Regions from separate parts of the Sus scrofa genome. Here regions 1 and 3 are each linked to region 2. The links are chromatin contacts, called in public Hi-C maps. All regions are on one chromosome and are shown on one strand. The core of a region is the stretch at or near the end of the contact, and the rest is flanking DNA. Distances in the headings are between cores, read along the strand shown.

What was found. Hi-C and Micro-C count contacts between places; a contact is called where the count stands out from the background.
Region 1: a contact with region 2 is called in a Hi-C map of brain, with 4 times the contacts expected there. The contact joins the promoter of MRPL45 here to the promoter of SOCS7 in region 2. A contact is called at or near these places in 2 of 47 Hi-C or Micro-C datasets (brain and embryonic fibroblasts) and 1 of 2 datasets of contacts at active chromatin or transcription factors (alveolar macrophages).
Region 3: a contact with region 2 is called in a Hi-C map of subcutaneous adipose tissue, with 5 times the contacts expected there. The contact joins the enhancer-like site here to the promoter of SOCS7 in region 2. A contact is called at or near these places in 3 of 5 promoter capture datasets (fetal liver, fetal skeletal muscle and liver), 29 of 47 Hi-C or Micro-C datasets (adipose tissue, alveolar macrophages, blood and 16 more) and 2 of 2 datasets of contacts at active chromatin or transcription factors (alveolar macrophages and skeletal muscle).

Annotation. Positions count from the first base shown.
Region 1 is chr12:23,765,071-23,767,770 of Sscrofa11.1, reverse strand. It overlaps MRPL45 (39S ribosomal protein L45, mitochondrial), which reads left to right and starts at 1,295. Exons shown (of 8, transcript XM_021067079.1): 1 at 1,295-1,443; 2 at 2,278-2,455. The coding sequence starts at 1,378.
Region 2 is chr12:23,721,678-23,724,377 of Sscrofa11.1, reverse strand. It overlaps SOCS7 (suppressor of cytokine signaling 7), which reads left to right and starts at 1,316. Exons shown (of 10, transcript NM_001201486.1): 1 at 1,316-2,117. The coding sequence starts at 1,333.
Region 3 is chr12:23,678,632-23,681,331 of Sscrofa11.1, reverse strand. No RefSeq gene overlaps it. Among named protein-coding and RNA genes, the nearest start is that of ARHGAP23, 12 kb to the right of the region's middle. Within about 2 kb of position 1,256, at least 30 of the 83 cell types and tissues checked have an H3K27ac peak or open chromatin away from gene starts, as enhancers often do. A contact at or near this core is called in adipose tissue, fetal liver, fetal skeletal muscle and 1 more, where this site is marked.

The DNA.
Region 1 (2,700 bases), core at 46-2,545, 43 kb before region 2:
ATCTGGTGTTGCTGTGGCTGCGGTATAGGCCAGGGGCTACAGCTCCAATTCCAATTCGACCCCTAGCGGGGGACCTTCCATATGCTGCAGGTGCAGCCCTAAAAAGACCAAAAAAAAAAAAAAAAAAAAAAAGGAGTTCCCGTTGTGGCGCAGTGGTTAACGAATCCGACTAGGAACTATGAGGTTGAGGGTTCGGTCCCTGCCCTTGCTCAGTGGGTTAACGATCCGGTATTGCCGTGAGCTGTGGTGTAGGTTGCAGACGCGGCTCGGATCCCGCGTTGCTGTGGCTCCAGCGTAGGCCGGTGGCTACAGCTCCGATTCAACCCCTAGCCTGGGAACCTCCATATGCCGCGGGACGCGGGAGCGGCCCAAGAAATAGCAACAACAACAACAACAACAAAAAAGACAAAAAAAAAAAAAAAATTAATTGGCAAAATGAGATAAAACCGTAAAGTTAAGTATAGAAAGTGTTTGCCTTTCGGCAATGATTACTGAAGCAGTACAAGGTAGCAGTCAGTGAATGGGTTCTAGAATTAGACTGCTTGAACGTGAATCCCAATTCTTCTAGTTCTTAGCTGTGTGACCTTAGAAAAATTACATAATTTCTGTGCTGCCCAAGTTCATATGTAAACGAGTATTACTCCTACGTTGATGATTGAGTAAATAAATGTAAAATGCTTAGCGAATTGCCTGGCAATGCCTAAGCAAGTGCTACAGGTACCTCTGTACCTCCGTCCCAAAAAGACAGATGTTTTTATCAGTCCATGCGTCTTTTGTTTCAATAAACACAATAGTCATTAACTACCTTAATTTGATGGTAAGAAAGACTATTATCCTTCACACGGTACAGATTGGGAAAACTATATTATTCCATATAAATACTATATTGTTAACTCCGCCTTAAGGTTGTCCGAGGACGGACCCAGACCCAGAACCCAGTCATTTTTGCCATTCCTAAGATCCAAGTAGGCACTGAAGAAAAACACTTGTCTCAGAAGAGAAACAGCTTCTCATTCTTCACGGACTAGAAGCAAGGTGCAGCAACGTGCCAATTTTACAGGAAGGGAGTAACTCCCGGCCGCCAGAACGCCTGGTGCGCAAGCGCAGCTCTGGCTCCGCGCCCTCCGCTTGGCGCGTGACAACCGTGCTTCCCCCTGCCCCCAACGCCGTCTTACCACGCAGGCGCAGCCCTACTCCACTCCCCCACCCCGCCCCCCTCCCAGACGTGCACGTGCGCGTTCGCGCCTCTCGCACTTTGGAGGAGGGCGCGCGCCCTGGAAAATTCCACGGCCGCGCTAGCTCCACCCTTTGCGCCTTCTTTCCTGCCCCAGGCGCATCACTTTCAGTCTCCATCCCAGCTGCCTTTGCGCGAGCAAAATGGCAGCCCCCGTAACACGGGGCTTGTCTTGCTTACCCAGGGTTTTAGGATGGTGGTCTCGGCAGGTGGGTAGGGACGGGGGTGGATAGGACTCTTGGGGCTGGAGGAGTAGGAGAGAGTAGAGAGAAATACTCGCTTTGCAGTTGTCCTTCGTGAGTTTGGATGATATGAGTCGTACCTAGGCTAGGGAAGAGTTGAGGTAAACGGGACACAGCTACTGAGCTGTGTGGCTGAGTGGTGAGAGCCTCGGTATGGCCATGAGAGCGAGCAGTTTCTCGAGGATTAAGGTTTCTCCCGTTAAGTCTGGGTCAGACGAGCGTGAAGGTGTTAAAGGGGAGAGAATGGTTTGGAAGGTGGGCTCGCTTCCCTTTTATTTTTATAAATATTTCAATTGCACAGTGGCTGTACAGGAGAGAGTCTCGTACCTGCCTGAAGAAACCTCATGATCAGAGAGAAGAAACCTGGCCTTTGAAAGGGTTATTGATCACTTAGGAGCTAGAGCGACAGAGTAAAGTTTACAGTGAGGCTTTCAATAGAATGTAATCTGAGTAAATGTAGAGGAGATACCAAAGAGTTGGTGTTTAAGTTCCCCATCAGACTGAATGTTCTTTGAAAGCAAAAGCCTTGCTTTCATCAACTCTGCATCCCAGGGGTTTGGCATAGTCCTGTGCCATGGAAAGTACTAAAGGAAAGCCATGCGTAAACATTGGGTTGTGTTAGTAAAGTTACTTACTGCCTTTTAGTAAGGGACAGCCATAATTGTTAAGATAGTAGTGCATTTCCCCTTGTGACATGTGGCTTTATAATTGTTCCTAAGTCATTTTTTGGATGTGCCCTTTCTATCTCTGCTTAGAATTTGTGCAAGATTGATTATCTAACCTTTTTCTGCTATCCTCCAGCCAGTCTTGGTGACTCAGTCCACAGCAGTAGTTCCAGTGAGAACTAAAAAACGTTTCACACCCCCTACCTATCAACCCAAGTACAAATCAGAGAAGGAGTTTGTAGAACATGCCCGGAAAGCAGGACTGGTCATACCTCATGAACGTTTGGAGCGCCCCATACATCTAGCCTGTACAGGTGAGACATGGTATTTCTGAGACCCAGACCCAGTCCCCTTTTGTCAGAGATTTTCTTGGAGAGTAGAATGATTTGGCCTATGATTTTTTGTTTTTTGTTTTTTTTGGCTTTTTGTCTTTTGGCAATTTCTTGGGCCACTCCTGCAGTACATGGAGGTTCCCAGGCTTAGGGTGGAATCAGAGCTGTAGCCACCAGCCTACACCAGGGCCACAACAACTCGGGATCTGAACCATGTCTTCGACCTA
Region 2 (2,700 bases), core at 67-2,566:
CCTTCACAGAGACAAGCTGGATCATTTACCCCTGTGCCGCACTGCACCACAGTGGGAACTCCAATATTTAAGATTTTACATGAACGTGTTATATCTGCAGCCATTACATTGTGTATGGCACAGAAACTCAGGAAATATTCTTTCAGTATTTGAAAACAATTTTCCAATTCAGCAAAGAAGTCGCTTCCATAATGGACAGTTAAGAAGTCTTTGTTTTTTCACTTCCCTCTTACACTGATGCAGAGAACATCAACTAACATCTATGTCACAATTGTATTCTCCAGTCAACTGAAACGACAGGTTGGCCACCCATACAGGAGTCTGGCAAAAATCAATGAAAGCATTCTGTGAGAATCAATTGGTTATAAGGAATTTGCAGTTGTACATTATTATTTGTAAATTCTGTGCTTCACATCCTTTACATCAGCACAATTTATGATAAATTTGTGTGTGTGTATATATATATGCATACATTCCCGTTTTCTCTTGACAATCAGCTGTTCAACACTTATCAGCACATGTCCTGGTCTAGAACATGTTATTCATGTGTCATTTCATAAATACTCACTAGATGCCAAGGGAGGGGGGAAAATACAGTTAATCAATGAACAAACGACGTGGCCACAGTCGCACATCGCAAGCGGCACAGGAGGGACCGGAGCCAGGGGTACTGTCCTCCCAGGGTCAGCGGCTCTCTTCCAGGACTAGCTTAGGCTTCCCAGGGCCACCCCACCTTACCCGCGGGTTGGGGGGGGGCTCGGCCTGAGCACCTGGGAAGTGAAAAACCGGGGTCGCAGTAGGGGGCTAACTGCTAGGCGAGAAGAAGCCCATTGCCAATCGCAGCCCAGGCCGCGCGCAACGTCACGCTCCGTAGAGGCCTGCGCGAGCAAGCTCTGGGGAAAGGGGCGTGGCTATCACGCCAGGAAGTGACGCCACCAGGGGCGGGGCTCGGCGGCGGCGGCGCGCGGCCTGGGCTCGCGCTGGGCTCCGCGCGCCCCCCGCCCCCTGTATGAGGCAGAGGCCGCGGTGGCCGTTAGCGCTGTCGCTCCGGGGGCCGCGGCGGGCGGGGCTCCGGCGGGGCCCGGCCTAGTCCCCACCCCAGCCCGGCTCCCAGCCGCCCGCCCTCCCTCCCTCTCCCCGATGCAGGGGGCCGAACTCCGGGATGGCGAGGCGGCGGCGGCGGCCGCTTCGTACCGCGTCCTGAGCCGCCTGCTCGGCTATGGAGAGGCGGCCCCCGAGCCAGGCCCGCCGCCGCCGCCCCCGGGCCATGGCCCCGCGCCGCCACCCTTCCTCGCGCGGCCCGGCCCGCGGGGCTCCAGGCCGCCGCAGCTGATGGTGTTCCGCAACGTGGGTCGGCCGCCGGAGGAGGAGGACGCGGAGGCGGCCCCGGATCCGGGACCCTCAGAACTGCTGTGTCCCCGGCACCGCTGTGCTCTGGACCCCAAGGCCCTGCCTCCGGGGTTGGCGCTCGAGCGGACCTGGGGTCCGGCAGCTGGACTAGAGGCGCAGTTGGCGGCCCTGGGGCTCGGGCAGTCGGCGGGGCCGGGAGTCAAGACGGTCAGCGGGGGTTGCTGCCCATGTCCGTGCCCCCCGCAGCCGCCCCCTCCGCAGCCCCAGCCGCCTGCTGCCGCCCCGCAGGCCGGGGAGGACCCCACGGAAACCAGCGACGCGCTGCTGGTCCTAGAGGGCTTGGAGTCGGAGGCCGAGAGCCTGGAGACTAACAGCTGCTCGGAAGAGGAGCTCAGCAGCCCGGGCCGCGGAGGAGGAGGGGGCGGCCGGCTTCTGCTGCAGCCCCCTGGCCCTGAATTACCCCCGGTGCCCTTCCCAATGCAGGACTTGGTCCTTCCAGGGCGCCTGAGTAGAGGGGAGCAGCAGCAACAGCAGCAGCAACCTCCCCCGCCCCCACCTCCTCCTGGGCCCCTCCGGCCGCTCGCGGGCCCTTCTCGGAAGGGCTCCCTCAAAATTCGCCTCAGTCGCCTCTTTCGCACGAAGAGCTGCAACGGTGGCTCCGGCGGTGGGGATGGGGCCGGCAAGAGGCCTTCTGGAGAGCTGGCTGCTTCAGCTGGGAGCCTGACAGACATGGGAGGCTCTGCGGGCCGGGAGCTGGACACCGGGAGGTGAGACCGGCTGGGGCGGGCGGGCGGGCGGGCTGCCTGATAAACTTCCCCCTTCTTCTTTCATTTTCCCTTTTATTGTACTGCTAACACGATCCTGACAGTGCTTAGGCAATGGTCTTCATAAGGAGGCAGAGACTGCGGGCTAAAGGTGGTGACATTGCTCATTAGGTCAGCGCCCATTGTGGGAGCAGCATTCACTCTGAGAATTCACTCCCAGGTGAGACTTCTCAGCTGGTTAGAATTTCTCTAATCAGGAGATAATTTGAAATCATTCCCCACACGCCTACCCTGGCCCAGCTTTTAAAGTTTTTACAAGGTATCTTATCTATCCTAACCCCTGGCAGAGAGCTTGCTGGAAATGTGGGCCCTCTGGGGCAAAAAAGTTGATGTTGCGTTTTGACTCCCTTGCTGATTCTTCTGTGTACCAGCACCCCACTCCCTTCACACTCATGTGTAGAGATGATAGGACAGACTTGTGAGGTTATAGGCCTGCAGCAGTCAGTTGGGCAGCTCTATTCACAGTTTTAATGTTTTCTTGGTTGGTCGCTTAGGTGTGCTTGGTATCCCAGCCTGTGTGCTGACC
Region 3 (2,700 bases), core at 7-2,506, 43 kb after region 2:
CTGATGAGGAAGCTGGAGCTCAGAGAGGTGAGAATACCTGCCCACAGAGCTACTAAATTTCGGCAGATCTGCGGCTTGGAGCTTAGCCTGTCCTCCTCCAGTGTAACTCAAAGCTTTTCAGTGAGATGGAAAATCTGATGCCGGCTCGACTTGGACATTTTTTACCGTCTGAAAAGAGATTTTTGCCCAAGACACTCATCAAGAGATAAGACTGTCCTCCCCCCCCTCCCTTTTTTTTCCCCAGCAATGGAAGCCTGTGGAAGTTCCGAGGCCTGGGATTGAACCCAAGCCACAGTAGTGTGACAGCACTAGACCCTTTAACTGCTAAGCCACCAGGGAACTCCAAGGCTGTCTTCTTTTAATCTTATGAAGGAGATAAAAGAAGACATACATCCAATGACCTGAGCTGGGCCCTGTCCCTGCCCCACTGCTGCCCCTTGGAGGTAAAGCTGTGGCTGAAGGTTCTGACCCATGTCCAGTGTAGAAACAGAAATCAGAGTAGGAGCTTATCAGAGATCCGGGCTGCCAGGGAAGAGGGAGGACTGGGGTGGTTGCACATGTGGACCCTGCAGGCTGGGGTAAAGATGCTGGGCAGTACCACCCCTTCTGTTCACTGGGATTCTCTGCTTATGAAGCTTCCTGTAGTGCTCAGGGTGCATTGATAAAATAGTTTTGGGGTCTAGCAATCTAGCCACCATGACTTTGGCTAGTAGGAGTCTACTCCTCAGGGCCAGATCAGCATCTTTGGGGACAGACAATTCTCGACCCTGCAAAGTCCCAGGCCAGACCTTAGCCCTGGGCAAGCAGCAGCTGATTCAGAGACCAGAATGGGTGGCCACTGTCACTGGGCCACCTCCTCTTCCTCGTTTTCACTTCCAGTGGCTGCTTCAGCCCGGAAAGAAAACCAGAGGGAAAGCAACTGGGAAGAATGGAGCCTGCCTTCCGTAGCCCTGGGCCCAGCTCCACCAGGGCTTGGGAGAGACCGGGTCAGGGGGACCGTGCTTGCTGGCTAGCATTCTTCTCTGTCTCCTGTCTCTTTAGCCCAGGACAGATTCCATCTGAAGGGACAAAGGGCCTCATTGACCCCATAGCCTTGTGACCCCACCCAAGTCTGTCGCTCCCCTCCCTGGGCAGCCAGCAGGGCACCCAGTTGGGTAGCAGACCGGGGCCACGAGGCCGCTGAGAGGCCATGGCAGGGAAGCCAAGAGAGGCCGCAGCCAGCTGGGCGGGGAAGACTGGGAGTGTGTGGGCAGCGCCCAACAGATCCCTGAGGGGAGGGGTGGCCGAGACTGCTGGCTGCAGTCCCAGGAGCAGAGCAGCACATACTCTGCAGGGCCAAAGCACGGGAGGGCTGGGGGGTCCAACCTCAGCCCCAAACTGGGCTGCCTGGGAGCTTGGGGCCCTCCCGGCCTGCATTCCTGCCTTCCTCCCCCTAGCATGCTCCCCACCCCCAGCCTATAAAGCCCCCTTTGTCTGGACCTGCTGAGGATCTTAACTCTCCCCATCTCAGCTTCCAGCCCCCTGCCCCCTCACCCTCGGGTCCCCTTGGTGGTGGCTAGGGCGCCATAAGGAGGGTCCCCTTCATGCCGCCTGGGCACAGGCCCAGGGGGTTTGTGCAGCCAGCCTGATGCCCCCACCCCACTGCCCGCCTCAGGGCAGGTTAATTCCCAGCCTTGTCCACTCCGGGTCTACACACTCCCGCCCTGGGCAGCATGCCTGCCTCTCACGTGCCTGCTCATGTGGTAGCCCCCTTGGTTTGGCCCTGCCCTGAAAGGCGCAGGACGGGGGTGGGGGTGGGGTGGTGGGATGAGGGGTGTGGGGGGCCTGGTGGGTGGTCAGGAGCCACTCCTGATGGGGGAGGGAATATCAGTGGGGGAGGCAGTCTTTTCGCCCCCTTCCTGGCCTTCACCAGAGTTGGTGGCTCCACTGCCCACAGGTCGGGTTCCCAGCTGGTATTGGAGCTTCAGATGACCCTTCTCTGTCACTGGACAAACAGTTCAGCTCCTCCTCCTACTTGGCACATGCCCCGGGCATGGCACACGGTGGGCGACAGGAATCTCCATTCCTGCTCTCCACACCCACCCAAGGGCGTCGGGGAGACATTCGAAGAGAGGCTGGATGAAGAGAGGCTGGATCCCGGCGGCGGGGAGTGGCCCCTCCCTCCCCAGCTCCTGTCCTCATCGGGTCACAGGGCTCAGACTCCTGATCACGGGGTGGGGTCTCCCTGGGGTCCAGGCTCTGTGGGTATCTCTGGCGGGCTCTCAGGTGATCACAGCCGTCTGAGTCATGGGGTCAGCTCTGTCACCAAGCTGCTGCGTGACCTTGGGCGGGCCTCCTCTATGGTCCCCATAAAAAAAGGGCTGGGGCCCCTTCTGACTCTGATCACCTCAGAAGCGAGGAGAGGGGCTGCCCCGAGAGTGGATCTTCTCTGGACTAGCAGTGCCCCCAGGACAGGTGGAAGAGGGGGTGCTGGCAGGATGTGCCCCCTGGGATGTGTGAGGAGTGTGTGTGCATTGTATGTGTGTGATTGAGAGAGAGAGAGAGAGAGAGAGGGAGAGTGTGTGTGTGTGTGTGTATGTGTGTGTGTGAGCGCGCGCGGAGTCTCTACCCGCGGGTGGGGGAGGGAGGGAGGGGCGGGGCGGGGGCGGGGCCTGCGGGGCGGGGCGGGGCGGGGCGGGGGTCTGGGCGGCAGACACCAGG